Linked DNA regions of Columba livia: region 2 is linked to region 1. A link is a contact called in public Hi-C data. All regions are on one chromosome and are shown on one strand. Each heading gives the region's core, a stretch centred on a gene start, on an enhancer-like site or on the middle of the called end of the contact. The rest is flanking DNA. Distances are from core to core; before and after follow the strand shown.

Region 1 (2,751 bases), core at 167-2,666:
ACAGTATGGCCAAAGATGCTGGACTAGCATGAAAAGAAGAGCCCTCAGGGCTTTGATTTTGGTTTTTTATTTTATTTTTTTTACATTAGTGACTTGCCACAAAAGTGACTTGTGAATGTACTGTAATTTACAAAACAGTTTTTGTAGTAGACTAAACTTGTGATATGTGAACAAAGTATTTCACTATGACAAGGACCAGAAAGTGAATTTTATATTTTTAAATATTTTCTATACACATAAAGTATTTTATTATATGCTTTTTTTTCCCAAAGAATGCCAAGCATTTTGCCAAGAAAATGTATGTATCACAAAGCAATATGTACTGTATTTGGGTTTAGAATTAGTAAATTATATTAATGGTACAAAACATAACTGGTTTGTGTTTTCTGCATAAGGACTCACTGGTTTTGAAGTGGAAATACAAGCCCAGTGAAGCGGTGACTCAGCTGAAAAATAGAGAAATGATGTGGTTGTGGGACCTGGGGTATCCCTGCCCAGGGCAACTTCAGCCTTATATAATTCCTCTTCAGCCTAAGAATTGCAAGTAACGTGTATTTAAAACTAAACCTACAGATGGCTTAATATAAATCATTAACTACACAATTTCTACTAATTTGGGAGGCTCCACATAAGCCTGCAGGGACATGATTGGCACAGAAGTGTTATAATTTCACTCTATCTGTCTTACGGATGAAGTCACTATGAGTAAGTCTTCATTTAAGCTGAGCAGATGTGTATATAATTTATCTCATTCAACACTTAATCACCTGAGATAATATGTGATTTGTATTGCAGAAATAAATATCTCCCTTATCATTGATAAAAAGCCGCCTCAGATAAAGGGAGTACCATGTCTAAACAGTATTTGCTGCTAGAATCTAAGACATCTTCCGCTTCAGTTGTTCGCTTCTTCCACCAAGCAAGAAAACGTCCCTATATTTTTCCATAAGTAAAGTTCAGAAAAACTTTGAGAAGGCAAAAATAATCATTTATTAATTATTACAAATGACACTTCTTAAATAGAAACAAGAACCTGCAGCCAAGCATTCATTCAACATTAAGATTTCATACAGCGGAGCACAAAGTAATGAATTATTTGTCATACGCAGTAATGTAATGATTATACATCAATCAGACTTAGGAGTGTTAACAGTATTTTCTGAGTATAAACTGTGTTAAGGTATAAAAATATTCCTCTGAATGCATAGACAGCGATAATCGGTGCAAGATAATCGGTGTAACAAGGAAGACGTCAACCCAAGAGCTGAGCTTTTTCTCCACTAGGTCTGACTGGTTAAGCCTGGTACGTCCCTGGATTTAGGCGGTGTTTGTGCCAGGGAACACAACGGCCAAAGTGCAACACGAGGAACAACAGTTTTATTACTGCGTTACACAGAAGTTAATACACCACCAGCGATTCAGTATAAAAATAGCTATTGCCAGTGACTCGGACCACGTTTGACCTCCAGCACTTTGCAGAAAAGGATATTGTGTTGTGACTAAATGCTCTACTACAGCCTTAGGAGACCGAGCTTCGGTCTAGTTGAGTGGCACGCAGGAAATTCGGGTGTTTGCATGGACAAAACGAGGTGGATGGGGAGAGGGCTCCCTCTCGTGTGCTGGAACAGTTTGAGTGGCTCCCTGCTCAGCACGCTGCTCATATAAATCCATTTACAGGTTTGCATGCAAGGTACCGCTAACTCGGGCTGTCAGTTCTTAGGCAGCAAGACAGTGCAATCCTTTGGGTGCTGTAGTTTCCAAAGAAACCGGGGAGAAGGGAGTGAGAAGACAGAAAAAGTGGGAAATTCACTCTGGTTCAGCATGTTCTGTTTTCCTGTTGTATCTGGTACTGAAGTTTGTTCATCTAATTCATGCTACATGCTTCTACAGTTTCCCAGAATAGAATTCTCCCTTTGTCTTACTCTGAGTAAAATCCTTAAAAATTAGATAAAATCCAGCTCTTTAAATACTTATCAATTTATTTGTTTCAGAATTTCATAGCAAAGTAGTCTAATTCTGAATTTTAAGTCACAGGAAAAGTGTTGTTTTTTCAGACAGCAACGCAGGTAAACACAAGGCATTGGACAAAAAAGGAAATACATTGCATAGGAACATCAAGATTTAATATCAGCCCAGACAACCCCGGGCATTTCACTAGTTAATTTTTTTACACAGGCAACTTTAAAGTTTCAAGATGCAATTTTTCTCAGGAATGTAGAGAGAAAAGGACACTAAAATTACCATTTTTGTGCTTTTAAAAGGGGAAATTAAAGCAGCGTTGGCGAAATGTGTTTTCAATACAGTAACAAAAATAGTATTTTCAATTGCACACGTCAATATATTGACAGACAACAATAAAAGGGATTTTGGTTGAGAGCATATTTATGATTTGGATAATTACTGTCACTTTTTGTTTTCACCTGAGAAATAGGGAAAAGGGTAAACAGGGATTAAGAAATCACAGGTAATAAGTCACTTGTTAGTATTTAAACTAGAGATGGTTTTGTGCTTCTTCTAGAGATTTAAACCCTTCTGGTTGTTTTCCTTCTAAACAAAATATGATTTAAAATATGTGATCTAAAAAGTGAACATTAATGGTAATGGACTCAGTACAAATATTAAATGGGTTTCACGGCAGGTTCTTTAGCCTGGGTACCTCTGCTATTTTATAGCAAACAAACTATTAGAACAGTTTAAGGTAAGCTTTTCCCTGAGAGCTGTTAACTCTACAGTATTTCAAGATTTTTCTAA
Region 2 (2,751 bases), core at 140-2,639, 200 kb before region 1:
AAAAATGGGAATCCACATCCTAGGCACCCATGCCATGGGCTCTCCACTTGCCTGGTGTCATATGTGCCATGTGCTGTCATGCTCGTGTCCCCATGGGCTTGCAGGAGGATCTCCTAGCAATGCATGGTGGGGCTAGGGGGTTTGCATCTCCTCTTCTGCCTGGACACTGTCTCTTGCAGTTCTGCAGCAGAGTCCAGCTGGCCTTGAGGTTTTGCCAACAGCCATGTGATTTGTCTTGGGCTGGACAGCACAGGCTGTGAATCCAAGATCATGTGCGCTCCCAGGCCAGCAGGGTTCAGCAAAGAGAAGGCACTTTGGGTCAGACAAGAGCATCTTCCTATTGCTCTCGCAGGTGGTTTTGAGATAGCTGGAGCTCTTGGGTGCTCAGATACACATGATGTAAAGGGCTACTAGGGAAAGGTGAGAAAGCAATTTCTAAAGAAATTTTAAGGATTACAAATGTTGCCTTGGTTCAGCTGGGGGGATGTCTGCACTCGGGAAGAGTGTTGCCTGCAGAAAATACTTTACCCCGGCCCTGATGAAAGAAGGTTTCTGGCTTGCGCCGTGGCCGGGAGCACCCACCGTGGCGTGTCTCTCGCTCGGGGCCGTGTCTGCGCCCCCGGGGGATGCTTGCGGCGCGGTTCCCGCCGTCGGGGCCATCTCCCGTTGTGGTCGGGAGTCGCACCGGCAGAGGGAGCTCCGGCCGCGTCCTCTGAGCAGGGGAGACCGGACTGGGGGTACCCGCTGCTCCCGCGGCTGGGGGTGGCGGGCGCCTTCCCGCTAGAGGCTCGGTTCCTCTGGGAGCTGCTGGCCGGAATCGTGTCCCTCCCCAGCCTAGGGGCCACCTATTCTGGACGGGGTGGTACCCCGCGGGGAGCCGGAGGGGACACACAGCGGTGACCCAGATGCTCCGAGCCCGGCGGCACTGTCTCCGTTCGCAAGCGGTGGGGGACACGGCGGGGGGAAGCCGCCCGGTGCCCTGCAGCGGGGCGAGGCTTCCCCCTGCTTCATCATGTCCTCCCCCTGGCCCATCTCCCCCTCGCCTTGCCGCTCATCGGCATCCCCCTCTGCCGGTGCTGCAGTGTGTCCCACCCGGGTCAGCCTCCGTCTAGCGCAGGGCAGGGTTCCCCCTCACCCCCGCCTCCAGCGCTCGGCCCTGCAGATCCCCCTGCTCCGCTTCCTGCCTACCACTGGCAGGGGGGTGACCGGGCCCGACCCCCAGCTGGGCAGCGCCGGGCGGGTGCGCCCCGTCCAGCCCCGCCGGGGAACCCTGTCTGCCCGTCCAGCTGTGCTGCCCGGACGGACACCCGCGGCAGCCAATGGGGAGGCGTGGAGGGGCCGGGGAAGCTTTCCTATTGGTGGCGGGGGGAGGAGGAGCCGGGACTTGAAGTTGGAGTGAGGGATCCAGCTGTGCGGAGCGCTCGGCTCGGCCGCCCGCGGGAGCATCCTCCGCCGGCCGTCCCCGGGGCGCCGGGCAGCACTCCCCCGCCCCGGGCAGATGTTGGGGCGCGGAGGGGGCAGGCAAAGCTGCTAAGGCTGCCCGCCCCACGGGTGGAGGCCAGCACCGGCAGCGGGGGCCGCCCCGCCGCCTCCCTGCCTGCAGCGTGCCCGGCTCGGGCCCCCGGAGGCACGGCGAGGAGGAGCTACGGAGCCCGCAGACGGCAGGGCAGGGCGAGGGGGGCGGCCCGGCCCCGGCCCCGGTGGGGGGCGAGGCAGCGGCTGGCCCGGCCATGCCACCCCGGCGCTGAAGTCGGCCCGCCGCAACCCCCAGCCCCCCGGCCCCGCCATGGCCGCGCCCCTCTAGGCGCCCCACCGGCTCTCCCCGCGTCGCCCCGGCTTCCCCCGGGGCCGCCGGCCGGAGGATGGACGAGGATGGACCGCGAGCGGCCGAGGAAGAGCCGGAGCCGGGCAAAGCCAAGACTTTCATCCGCCTTAATGACCTGTCCGGGGCCGGGGGCCGCCCGGGGCCGGGGGACAGGGAGGCGGGCAGCGGCGACTCGGAGGCGGAGGCGCTTCCCTACCCGGCGCTGGCCCCCGTTGTCTTCTTCTACCTGAGCCAGGAGAGCCGGCCGCGGAGCTGGTGCCTCCGGCTGGTCTGTAACCCGTATCCTTTGCAGGTGCTCAGCGGCGAGGTAAGCCCTGCGGTCCCCCCCACCCCCCATCCTCAGAGTGGCGGGCAGGGCGGGGAGCATCTCCCGGCTGGAGCCCGCCGGATGATGGGGAAGGAACTGCTATTTGGTGGACCCATCATCCTCCGTCCCCGGGGTAAGGGGGGGAATCCAGGCGATGCTTGCCCCCTCCCCGTTGTCCGGCCGGGAAGTTTTGCGGACTGTTGCAGGGGGCTCGGTGCTCCCTGGCGGGGTGCAGGGCTGGGGGGGTTTGGGGCTCCCCTCCCCCGGCCGCCCCGCCACGATGTCCCGGCTCCCGCGGGCTCCGTCGCACCGCTCCATGGGGAGTAGCGGCGGGAGCCCTGGGCGACCTTTCCTCCCCCGGGGATCGGCGTCCGGTATCCCAGCTTTCCCCGGCGCACCGAGGGATCGTAACCCCAGTCTCCCCCCACCTTGCACGACGGTTCTTCCTCCCTGGCCCCGTTTCTCGTCAGTTTTAGGCTCTTTGGTCCCTACCCCGAGGGTTTTAAGCTGGGTGCAATCTGGGGAGAGGTAGTGGGGCTCAGGGGGTTGGTTTGCTGCCCGGCTCCGAAGTACCTAAATAATTCAGAGCGTGTGAGGCCGGGCTCTCTGCAGTCCCCTG

Evidence for each region. A called contact is a pair of places that touch in the nucleus more often than the background predicts.
Region 2: a Hi-C map of crop shows a contact between it and region 1, with 3 times the contacts expected there. The contact joins the promoter of CACNA1G here to the enhancer-like site in region 1. A contact is called at or near these places in 2 of 2 Hi-C or Micro-C datasets (crop and liver).

What each region holds. Positions count from the first base shown.
Region 1 is chr18:8,471,121-8,473,871 of bColLiv1.pat.W.v2, reverse strand. It overlaps ANKRD40 (ankyrin repeat domain 40), which reads right to left. Exons shown (of 5, transcript XM_065034825.1): 5 at 967-2,751. ABCC3 (ATP binding cassette subfamily C member 3) reads left to right here. Exons shown (of 31, transcript XR_010467046.1): 31 at 1-367. Among named protein-coding and RNA genes, the nearest start is that of ANKRD40, 7.1 kb to the right of the region's middle. Within about 2 kb of position 1,416, at least 1 of the 3 cell types and tissues checked has an H3K27ac peak away from gene starts, as active enhancers do.
Region 2 is chr18:8,668,541-8,671,291 of bColLiv1.pat.W.v2, reverse strand. It overlaps CACNA1G (calcium voltage-gated channel subunit alpha1 G), which reads left to right and starts at 1,389. Exons shown (of 39, transcript XM_065034840.1): 1 at 1,389-2,104. The coding sequence starts at 1,863.